Linked DNA regions of Mus musculus: region 2 is linked to region 1. A link is a contact called in public HiCAR-type data. All regions are on one chromosome and are shown on one strand. The core of a region is the stretch at or near the end of the contact, and the rest is flanking DNA. Distances in the headings are between cores, read along the strand shown. Region 1 holds the start of Myocd (myocardin). Region 2 holds the start of Tmem220 (transmembrane protein 220).

Region 1 (5,841 bases), core at 3,235-5,734:
AGTCTTCAGGCTGAAAAAAGCTTCAGAGATGAATCAGTTAAAACCTTCGGTTTTGCACAGGACAAAAACAAGATCTGAAAAAGCCAAATTAAATCGACATCTCTATAGGTTATATGTCATAGGAAAGGCCTTATTTTAGGTTAAATTTCTTGTCCCAAGCTCTAAGACTAGCTAGTGGCTCAGGCAGCACGGGGATATTTTTTATCATATAGTGGACATTTCTTCCCATAGTGTCTATGATGGTAAATCAGGGGTCCCCATCCCCATCTAAAGACCTCAGCTTGTAAGAGAGACAATCCAGTCTGGTTAAGGGTCTAGATTAATTAGGAACTCAGTAAATCTACTACATCATCTGCAGGACGAAGAAAAGAGGGACAGGAAGGGTCTAAAATCCCTCAAGGAAGACCTGGGCTTTCCATTGGAGAAACTACTCACATACGTGGGGGCCTGGATCCTGGGCATCCACTGCCTGCCTGGATTGTCCCCAGCTTCTTTTAGCTATAGCTGTGCAGTATCAGAGTCTCCTCTTTGCCAGGAAGGCCGAGATGAACCTGCTGTCCTCCTTCCCTCTGAATCCTGGGTCTGCTCGTGGGCACCAGGGTTCCTTCTCATGCCGTCCCTACTTCACGCTGAGACTTAGCTGAGATATGTATTCTGTATTTTGGGGGACCCAAAATCTCAAGAGGCTCATGGGATATTGGACAGGACAGCAGAGTGTTGGAAAAACAGTCCCAGGACTGTAGGTGATTGCCAAGGAAAATACGATAGGCATAACGAAGTGCGTTTCAGAGAAAACTCCATCCTAAATATTGATAAATACTGAAAGCTTTATCATTGTTTGTTCAAAATTAAAACTGAACAGGGTGTTCCGTATTCCTGTTTGCCAAATCTGACAATTCTACACTTGTGGGGAGGGCAAGGCTGGGCAATGCCAGGTACCAGAGTTAGCCTTGGTTTGGGCTGATTGAGATGGGTAACAGAGAGAAATGGGAGAAACAAAACAAAACAAAACAAAACAAAACAAAACAAAACAAAACAAAACAAGGAAAGGCATTGTTTCTTTTGAAACAAAACCCACAAAGGAACCTCTCCATTTTTCTTTTTATCTGCTTGTATTCCTGTGTGGGCCCTTGACCCAGAGAATGATATGAAGAAAAAAACTTCAGAAAGTTACACCAATTACAAGAACTGGATTACGAATGAGAAAAATGAATTCTGTAAAACGTGGTCGATTTAAAAATAACAACCGTATTGCGTCTAAGCAAGCTGCCCTCTACTCGCCCACCAAGGCCACGCAGCCTCATCAGCTCACTTGTTCCCACATGATCTTTACACCTCCCAGGAGCCACGGACAATACCAGCGTGGCCTAAGAAACCACATCATTTCACCTGGACATCTACAAGCTAAGAAACCAAGGTCTAGAAGGAAGCCACGGGCGATTGATGATCCCACTGCTATTCGTCCTGAGCACTGTTTGGCCAGGGCTCACCAGCATGTCAATGTCCTAACTCAGGTACTTGTGTTATCAGATTTATCTCTTCTAAGCACCATGAAGTCACCAGCATTCTCCACGTATGAGGCACGTAAGATGCAGAAGAGCTATGATGCTGGCCTAGGTTAAAGGTCATATAGCCAAAACCAAAGAGGTGATGGCTTGAAAACCCAGCTAGTCTGACCGAGACCCGCACATTCAGCCATGACACCCTGCTTCTGCTAGGTAAGATTAATTAACATCACTAAACATGTTCACAGATGTAAACATTCTGAGTCCCAAACTTTCATGGCAGGTCAGTCAATCACACGTCTACTTGTAAGTAGGGAGTTGGTAAAACATGGTTGCTGCCCACGCCAGTTTCAGAATGAGAGGGACTGTCTGGAGATGGTGGACGAGTCCTATCACAGCAAGCCCATTGCTATAATCGTAAGACAGTTTACTTTCAGTTAGTTTTGAAACATTAATTTTAAAATCATACTACCAGGATCTACTATTGAAGTGAATATTCACTGCTATATACGAAGTTTTAGAGTTGGCAGCTGGAATCCCTCAAGAAAGAAATGGGGGTGACTGAGAGGGAGGGAGGGAGGGAGGGAGGGAGAGAGAGAGATATCAAGGTGAACAAGAGACCTTCCTCATTCATTTTTAGACAGAAAGTGAAGCAAAGTCCCCTAGGCAGAGGCAGTTAATACAAGGCCAGGCAGGCCTCAGGGCCACATGTCCACCATGGTCACTCTGTCCAGGAACTATAACCAGTAGCCATCAACTGATTTACAATCTTACAATAATGTTTTTCTTTCTCTTGTGTAAGATTATCAAGCACAACACCTAAGATGCGCAACTGGCTTTGTCTGTCATCGATTCCAGTCCCCTCAACTTTTAAATCAAAGCTTAAATTAAGCTTCCTACTTCTGTATTATGCTTCGACAAACTACCTTCCTTATGACAAAAATGCCTGAAAAACGTGGGATTGGTGCCAGGCAGTGGTGGCACATGCCTTTAATCCCAGCACTTGGAAAGCAGAGGCAGGTGGATTTTGAGGTCAGCCTGGTCTACAGAGTGAGTTCTAGGACAGCCAGGGCTACACAGAGAAACCCTGTCTTAAAAAAAAAAAAAGTGGGGTTGGACTTCTTCAAAGCTCCAGGATAAAGATTCGCAGGGTCCAGGTAGAGACCTCAGGCCTGCACAATCCACTGAGTTAGGGGTTAAAATAGTGCAAACAGTTTTCCCTCTCCACCATATTTCAGCTGAGGAATTCCTTGATAAGTCTGTTTTGCAAGCCCACTATCAAGAACATCACCAAATCCTTTTAGAAATGATCCAGCAGCCTCTCCCTGTCCCTCCGTCTACCCCATTAAACTGCACGGGAGCAGTTGAAATAAACTCAGCTTTATGCAAAAACAAAAATGACATCCTTGCTCCCTCAGAAAGGTGGCAGTATTGCCTTGTGGTTTTGAGCAAATTACCAAGCATGTGAGGTCTCTGATGAACAAACTAACCACCTCACCTCAACATGGAAAGGACAAACGTGCATGGCTGACCCCGGTGGCTAGTGGTTAGGAGACACACCCCAGGCCTCCAGAGGCACTGTGGCTCCTGGCCACTTCAGCTCTTAAGTTTTCAACTTGCCTCACTAAACAATCCTTCAAGAAATCCCCAGAGTGTCCCATCCACACCTAAGGATCAGGAACAACTGAGGTGGTTACAGAGGCTCCTTATGGCCCATCACCCACTGTGCACAATTTCTGAGCCACTCATTTCAAGACAAACAGTTGAGTAGCTCCTTCAGAAGGACCAAGGGAATTGACAGAGTGAGTGGCACCAGCATCAGCCAGCACCTGTTACATGGAAGGCTCACACCAGAGCTATCCACCAAAATGTTCGTTCTTAGAAGGTGCCCTGCCATCATTGAATGGCCCTGTTACCACTGTTATAAAAGCAAGAATGGGCAAAGCTAGGTAGCCCTTCCAGGATGCGAACGAGGGAACACAATCCTGCGTCTTCTGTAGGCCCCCACGTACCCTTTCCTTATACTCACCTCTCCTGAGTGTCCCTCCAGAAGTTTCTCTGTGTGCCACTAACACAACAATTTTAGGGAAAATTGTCCATTTATAAATATCAGATGGTTTGGGAAAAAATATTTGTGGCGCTGGTTTTTTTCCCCCATGGTGATGTCATTTAAAAATTCTTGGTGTGCTCCAAATTCGCTATTTTTACTTCCTCCAAGTGACTTTTTTGGGAAATACATTTGTTTGGATTAGCTACATGTTAAGTGACCCCTAGACGTCTCACAGTCCTAGGCACATTGTCTCAGCGGTTGTAACTGATAACGCGCCCACTCTATAACTTCAGATCCTGGAGTTGCCCATTTCAACACAGTTCCTTTTGGGTCGTCCCCTTAAAAATGTCTATTTACCGATAAAGGAAAATATAGTAAAATAAAGTAAAACATTGGATTATTCGTAAACAAAACTCAAACTTAACACAGGTCAAAGGGAAGACATTTGAAGGCATTCAGTCAAACACAGTGTTCATTTTGGGGAAACAGAGGGAAGGCCGCCACCTCAGGCCCGAAGCATTCATTGTAAAGCAGTTGAGTGGTAGAGATGAAAAGTTTAAGGAGTGCTGAACGCCTTACTCTACCTGATCGGAACTTCCTTCTAATCAGCAAAGAGTGTTCAGACCCCAGGAGTGTCATGGTGAGTCTCAGCAAGCCGCTGGTCGTTGGCCAGGCGCCCCGCTTTCCACCAGAAACTGGCTCCCGGGAGCCCAGAGGACAGCAGCTAACAACCCAGAATTCATCCAACTCTTGGGGAGCTCCCTTGGGTAGGAGGACGCACAGTGGCCGCCAGTGTCCCCAGAAAACTGGCGCCTCCCCCCTCGCCGCTCGCGAGGCTAATTAACTCCCAGCAGGCAGGACCCTCCTCCTCTGAGGGTGGCCGGGAACAGCCGCATCCTAGGCGTTCCTGGCTGATGTCATAGGCTGCCAGCGGTCGCGGAGTACCGCCACCACGCCTTTATGAAGGTCCCAAGTTTGCTATCTGATCCTCTTTACTACTGACAGGAGATCAGCCAATCAGGAGCGGTGAGCGGGGCCTGGGGACCAGACGCGGCCCCAGGAGTCTTAACAGCCGGCTCTTAACTCTTTGCAGAATAGTGCGCCAAGGCTGCTTGCCCAGGCGGGAGTCTCTGCACTGGCACCCCTAAATCGGATGCCCGAAGGCTGCAGGCGGCGCCCGGCGTGCAGGTGGCGCCTGGCGACGGTAGGAGTGTATCTGCTTGTCCTAGGTGTGCATGTCCCTGGTGTCCCCAGCTTACTGCAGGGCTCTGGAAGGTACATCTCCAGAACGCGCTGGAGCCTGGGCCAAGAAGCTGGGTTGGCTTGCAACTCCCGGGAGCACCCGCTTCCCCTCTGTATCCGAGCGGTGGTGCTTCAGGAGACCGATGCCTGGAGCAGCTACTGAGCGGCTGAAGAAGTGGCAGAAAGTCTTTCCCTGTGGTTGGATGTTCTCTTTGGATTCACAAAAAGTTTGTGTCTGGGGACTGAGCCCAGAGTGCGATTGGTGCAAAAGTTGAGCGTACTATTGAGCACTCAACAGGGTAGGATTCGGTGGCCTGGGCAAGCCAGATCGGAAAAGTGCAGAGGTTTTTCACGTCCCTTTCATAGTGGGAAAGGGACCCAAAGAGGCGCTGAGGATGCGCGTCTCTGGGGTGCCTGGGGTGACAGGGTCCCACGTGCATCATTAAGTACAACACATGTTCTAAGACAAAGATTTAGATAGTTGGAAAAAAAACATTGAACTGCATACATACAACACACAATTTGCCACTATTTGCAACTTTATATGCACGTGAGCTCCCAGATACAATTCTTTACATCTCCCCTTTTGTCTCAAAGCTGTGAATTCTTGAAGAGAATGACAATGACAGGTGGAGGCCTAATGTAACAATATCTGTTAGGGACTAATCTCTGCCCTGATCCGGGGTCTTCTGCCTCTATCAACTGTTGCTGAAGACACCCTAGGGTGCCCAGACCTTCCTTTTTCCCATTCTCTGGGTTGCACCAATGCACTTGAATCTTGGAATTCGTTTTCTGAGATAGGTAATGCTCCTCCTCACTAAATCAGAGAGGAGGTGGAGCCCTGCTACTCAACTTCCTCTTGTGAATAGGGTTGGGCAGTACGAGCCTACAACAGGCTGCCTCCTGTGGTAGCCTGGCAGTGGTTGTGCATTCCACAAGCAGTGCTGAACTGGGCTGTTCCTGTGGGAACAGATCACAGCCGCTTTAATGGCTTACATCAATCCCGATTCATTACCTTGCAGGTTTGAAGGCTGGGAGTCAGAA
Region 2 (6,093 bases), core at 2,425-4,924, 1.8 Mb after region 1:
AAAACCCTCTAGGAGGCTTCTCCGTGCCCTCGGAAAAGCCCAACTTCAGCCACACTTACTCCTGTTTTCCTACCTTCCAACAACTGTTCTCACTATATTCGTCACCACTACAGGTGGCCTGGTGGCCTTGGGGACCAGGTCCTCCTCACGCATGCTCTTTTCTGCCTTGAGCATGGCTCCATGTAGACTTCCCCACTTGCACTCATTCACATTTTAGTCAGGAAAATTCTAAGGACCCTTGGGAAAGGTCAGAGTCCTGACTGTGCACATTTCCACAGAGGCCGTCTCTGGGCCGTCCCCGCTATCCTGCCCACTGAGATCACCCGCTTATTTCTCTAATTGTGTTTAGTTCTCAGACTCCGACAATCAGCTCAGTGCCAGACACGTGGGAAGTCCTGTATATTTAGTAAATGGATGAAGAAAATGGTCCAATGTGCTTCATACCCATAACCAGCGTAAGATGGTTAGACATACGCTGTCCATCCAGGGACCAGGGAGGATGGGGCAGTAAAATCTCTTCTCTTTCCAGTGACATGTGGGGACATCTGAGGAGCATTCTTTAGGTCAGATGCCTTTCATTGGCCATCAATTTTAATTTGCCTTCAAGTGTTCACAATGGGAGCTAAATTTTGCAAACACTCCAAATCAGAGTCCAGGCAGGCTTTGCAGGGGCACGCCCGGCTTGCTAGACTATCTTGCCCTTCACTGGTTTTAGATACTTCAGGAGAAGCCCGTGTGATTCAGTGTAGACTCCCCCAACCATCCTCTCTATATTCTGTTCTTCTAGCAATGGCAGTTTCTTCTGGTCCTCTCTCCTCTGCTTGTAGATGGAGCCTTCTCCTGTGGCCTCACAGAGTCCTTTCTCTCCCTCTGTGTCCTGGGTACCTCTTCCCACAGGGACACCAGTCTATTGGAATAGAGTTCATCCTTGTGGCCTCGTTTAAAAAAAAAAATGTTCTTTTTAGCTGGAGAGACGGCTCAGAGGTTAAGAGCACTGACTGCTCTTCTAGAAGTCCTGAGTTCAAATCCAGCAACCACATGGTGGCGCACAACCAACTATAATGATATCTGGCGCCCTCTTCTGGCATGCAGGCAGAATGCTGTCTGCATAAATAAAAAATGTTCTTTCACTATTAATATTGTTAATTATTATTATTATTATTATCATCATCAGTGTGAGTGTGTGTGTGTGTGTACACGTGTGTGTGTGTGTTTGAGGGCACATCAAGGATGTGTGGGGGTGGGTGGGAGTGGCCAGATTCCTCCTGTCTTTTCACACGGATCAAACTGAGGTAGGTAGCTTTGTGTTGCAATTGCTTTACATCTTACCAGCCCATGACCTCATTTTAACTTAACCACCTCTTTAAAGGCTCCAAAAAAATGGGGCTACAGGGGTGGGGGCAGGGAGTGGGTGGGTAGGTAATCCCGCCCACAGCGCTCTCCACTTTAGCTTCTTTCTTTCCACGCAGAGGCGAAGCACTGAAGGTGACCTTGCCTTATCCGCATTCGAGGCTGATTAGTGAGGGAGACCGGAAGAGGAGCCACACCCAATATTAGTAAAAGTAGTTGGTGCCTGCTTCTCCAAGACCCCCAAGCTCCCTTTCTCTCTCTCTCTCTCTCTCCTTTTTAAGAGTTTTTATTTCTATGAGTACACTGTCGCTGTCTTCAGACACACCAGGAGAGGGCATCAGATCCCATTACAGATGGTTGTGAGCCACCATGTGGTTGCTAGGAATTGAACTCAGGACCTCTGGAAGAGCAATCAGTGCCCTTAACTGCTGAGCCATCTCTCCAGCTCCCCACCCCCACCCCCACCCCGGTGTTCCCTTTTCTGAGGAAGGAATTCCATTCTTGTGCTATGCCAGGCACCCAGCAGATGATATTCCCCAAACAAGGAGTTCCTTCAGTTTAAACCAGAGATTCTCAACCTTCTGAATGCTGTGACCCTTTAATACAGTTTCTCATGTTATGGTTGTTGGTATTCTGTCTGGACTCCACCCCCACAGTTACCTGGCAACAGCCAGGTAGGCCTGGCCCACTATAAAAGGGGCTGCTTGGCCCCTCTTCTCTCTCTTACTCTCTTACTCTCTTGCCTCTTGCTTCTTGCCCCTTGCTCCCTCTTTCTCCCCATTCACTTCCTTTCTCTCCACGTGGTCATGGCCGACCTCTACTTCTCTACCCTCTCTCTCTTTGCCTTTCCCTGCCTCTACTGCCCTCTTTACTCCCCTCCTTGCGCCCTAAATAAACTATTCCATACTATACTGTTGTGTGGCTGGTCCCTCAGAGGGAAGGGATACCTTGGCATGGACCCACGGAGACATCTCCTTCCCCACACCCTGCCAGAACATATTCTTATAGCTCTTTCTTTTTTTATGATCACAACAAAGGTGGCCCTCAACCATAAAATTATTTTTGTTGCTATTCATAATTGTAATCTTGCTACTGTTATAAATCATAATGCAAATCTGCTTTCTGGTGGTCTTAGGGGAACTCTATGAAAGGGTCCTTTGGCCCCCTCGAAGGGGTCGCGACCCACAAGTTGAGAAGTGCTGCTCTAAAGGCTGCCCTTGAATGGAAAACACTTCTGAGAAGTTGATCTTTTTCTTCTTTTAGTTAAAAGGAAAGCAGAACAGTCAGGCACCCAAAATGCAGGATTTGAGGTGACAAAGACTATTTAGAATAACAATGATTCGGTCTATGCATGTGTAAATGAGCCCAAAGAAGAGCTACTCCGTAGCTTACACAACAGGAAACTGGCTGAAATAAGTGAGCAGAGAGCTGCCAATACTTCCAAGTCTTCCCTTTCTAAGAAATGCATAGCAAATGAGTGTTGGAAACGTTGGTTTTGCAGATGGGTTAGAAATATAAATATGTATAATACATAAATAAATATCTTATATGATGAGAGCACGTGAAGGTAAAGGGAGCTGCCTCTGGAACTCACTTCAGAAATGTCGCAATGTTTTCCTCCCTCTGGAAGCACGGGAGCTTTAAAAAGAAGCACTTAAATACTAATTCCAGCACTATTTAGGACTATGAATGTGTAAATGAGACCAGACTGTGAGTTTGAAGTTAGTGTGTTTTATATAGTGAGTTCCAGGACAGCCACTGGACCCTTTCACAGAAAACGGAAAAACAAAAACAAAAACAAAACCTAACCAGAACACGCGCGCTAGCGCGTCCTTTTTCTTTTCCTTTCTCTTCTTCATTTGCGTTTCTGGTTTGTTCTGTTGTGTTTGTTTTGTTTCTTTCATTTGCTTTGTTTGTTTGTTTGTTTGTTTGTTTTGTTTTGTTTTTTCGAGACAGGGTTTCTCTGTGTAGCCCTGGCTGTCCTGGAACTCACTTTGTAGACCAGGCCTGCCTCTACCTCCCGAGTGCTGGGATTAAAGGCGTGCGCCACCACGCCCGGCTTCATTTGCTTTTTTAATGAGAGAAAGAATAAGGGAAAAGAAAGGCACATGCCAATGATACACTTTATCCACTAGAGAGCGCCGCAAGACCGTTCTAGACCTGAGGAGGGCGGGGAGGGAAGAAGGGCTCGCCTCGCCCTTGTATCCCCGCTCCCGCTGTCTGAGCCCTGCCCCTTGTCCCTCCCCCACCTACTACGCCCCGCCCCTCCTGGGTACCGCCCCGCTAGCCCAGCCTCGCCCTCTGGCCACGCCCCTCTGGGGCCTGTCCTGCTCCTCCGGCTTCCAGGTCATGGCGCCAGCAGTGGCTACTTGGGCTCCCGGCTTGTGGCGGGCCTGCAACGCACTCATGGCAGCTTTCTTCGCCCTGGCCGCTGTGGTGCAGGTCAGGCGGGCTGAGGAGGGCTGGCAGAGGGACCGCGAAGCCTGGGCGACCAGTTCTCAGGGTGGAGCCGAATTGGGACCCACAGAGTCCTTTCAAGCAGAAAGAACATGGATGAATATGTGTAGTTAGGCAACGCACTCAGAGCTTGACCTAGCGGCCCCGCGTGCAAGTTTGTGCAGCCGGTCACTTAGAAAGGGGCCCAGAACCGCAGCTCTGACACCTTTTCGAATCTTCAGCCTCAGTGAGATGGGTTTTAGCGCCTGGGAGGAAAGTGGAAATAGAATAGACAGCATCCTTACCCTTCCTAGACCTCTTCCTGATCATCCTCAGGGTGACTGCCCTCGTATCTTGGGACCTAGGATTTTCATATACACTATAATAGTTCTTAGGAAATCCCAAGCAGTTATTTTCAAAAGATGCATGGCTGGGTGGTTAGATCTACCTGTTGTGTTCAACCGAGAGGAGAGTCCCTGCTGCCATCGGGATGTGCAGACTGCTAAACTAGCTCATGGTGTTATGTACCCTGAGCCCATTGTAGCGCCTAGTTCTTCGCAATGAATAGTAAACACAAGGCCAGACCAGACAGAGGATACATGGATCTAATGTGAGCTAACACCTTGACGTTTTGACATTCTAGGTAAACGATCCAGATGCAGAGTTGTGGGTGGTGAGTATGAGCTACTTGCAAAACGTTCCTCCATTTGACACGACTACACTCTGATCCTGGGACTCTTGTCTAAAACCCAGAAATTAATACCTCTGTGAGCTCATGTCCCTAATTTTTCGCATCGGAGGGGGAAATCACTCTGATCATATAACTGATGGAGATGTGAATTCTGAACTTTCTGTAGACACGAAAGTCTTTCTGCAGAGAGAGCTTATACCAGCGACTCCCACTTCCCATGACTACACCGGGCATGACAGTAAGAGCTCCTGTCTTTGCTAAGGACTTACAACATGCTAGTCATTTGACATACATTATGCTAACCTTTATGACAGCCGTAACAAGGATGTGTGCCGGTTATATCCATCTGTGACTTTTGTTCTCAGACAACAATAGACCGTCTTGGAGGCAGACTGCACAGTATCACTGAGAAACTCATTCTTGGGTTTGGGGACAGTGTTCACTGTATAGAGAGCAGTGAGTGAGAACACCAGGAATGCAGAGCTGAGTTCTAGCCTGGTTTGAATGTTGGTGCAGTAGAACCATGGCCTGAAACTGCTTGTTATCCAGAGTCCCCTCTCCCCAAATTAGATGACCTCCTCAGCATTTTGCTCCATAGCCTGAGTTCACAATCATATCTCATATATCCCCTCAGGAAGCTCCATGTTGATTCTCTAAAAGATGGCTCCAAATAGCCACCAGCACCACCATGCTGCTCTGTGAAACCTGTCTGGGATCCCACAGAACACCTCCTCCCTAAGCCTCGTCCACCTCCTGACTGACCCAGCAATTTCTGTTCTCAGCAGAGCTACTAGGCATCTTCACTCAATACCTGTTGCCTTTAACATCACTGCCCTGAGATGCTGTCAAAAGTAAAAAAAGAATTCAGCAGCATCCATTCTAGGCATAGGTACATGCACAGTGCCTGAGTACCCTACCTTTGCTCGTTCCCACTCAGCCCTCCCTTACTTCCCCTGAAGACAGCCTTATAACTCTTCTATCTGCCTCCTGCCTCCTCTGCCTCTACAACACTGTCCGCTTTCAAACCCTTTGTTGTTTCCCAAGCTAAGTCGGAGCTCCTCCATTTGGTCTTTAGCCCCACCATAGCATGGCCCATCCCACATTTCCAGCATTGTCTTTGGAGTCTAGTCCAGAAATGATGGCAAATGGGCCTTGCCCCTAGCCTGCCTGCTGCTGTGTGCCCAGGCTCCCAGGACTGTCTCAGATGCCATCTCAGTCGCTCTGCCTCTTTCCAGGAGGATCTGACCATCCTTCCTGATCTCTTATTGTAGCAATAACTCCTTTGGCTGATGCTCTGGGCAGCCAGCTTCCAGAAGGACAGGGACATGGTCTCCATCTTCTTAGGAGCCTTGTATAAAGTTTCCTCGTAAAGATCCTCCCGAGGGAAGTACAGAAGGAATGGATGCACAGATGAACAGTACTATGTTGCTTTCTGCACTTTGGAAACTAGGTCTTCGCCCAGCTCCTTCCCACAGTCCCTGCTGTACCTTGTTCATGGAGGCTACTTGCATCACAGAGGCAAATACTGGGATGTGGATTATAACAACAGGTTATAGAAATACAGAACATATCACGTAAGAAACGAAGCGTTCCATAATTAAAGAAAGAAAGAAAGA

Evidence for each region. HiCAR-type assays count read pairs that join an accessible place to other places.
Region 2: a contact with region 1 is called in a HiCAR-type map of astrocytes, with 5 times the contacts expected there. The contact joins the promoter of Tmem220 here to the promoter of Myocd in region 1. A contact is called at or near these places in 1 of 39 promoter capture datasets (hippocampal neurons) and 1 of 115 datasets of contacts at active chromatin or transcription factors (astrocytes).

The regions. Positions count from the first base shown.
Region 1 is chr11:65,265,505-65,271,345 of GRCm38.p6, forward strand. Myocd (myocardin) reads right to left here and starts at 4,485. Exons shown (of 13, transcript NM_146386.3): 1 at 4,140-4,485. The coding sequence starts at 4,194. Gm30586 (a long non-coding RNA gene) reads left to right here and starts at 4,421. Exons shown (of 3, transcript XR_001780238.2): 1 at 4,421-4,759.
Region 2 is chr11:67,021,480-67,027,572 of GRCm38.p6, forward strand. Tmem220 (transmembrane protein 220) reads left to right here and starts at 3,675. Exons shown (of 6, transcript NM_001291042.1): 1 at 3,675-3,792; 2 at 4,430-4,459. The coding sequence starts at 3,700.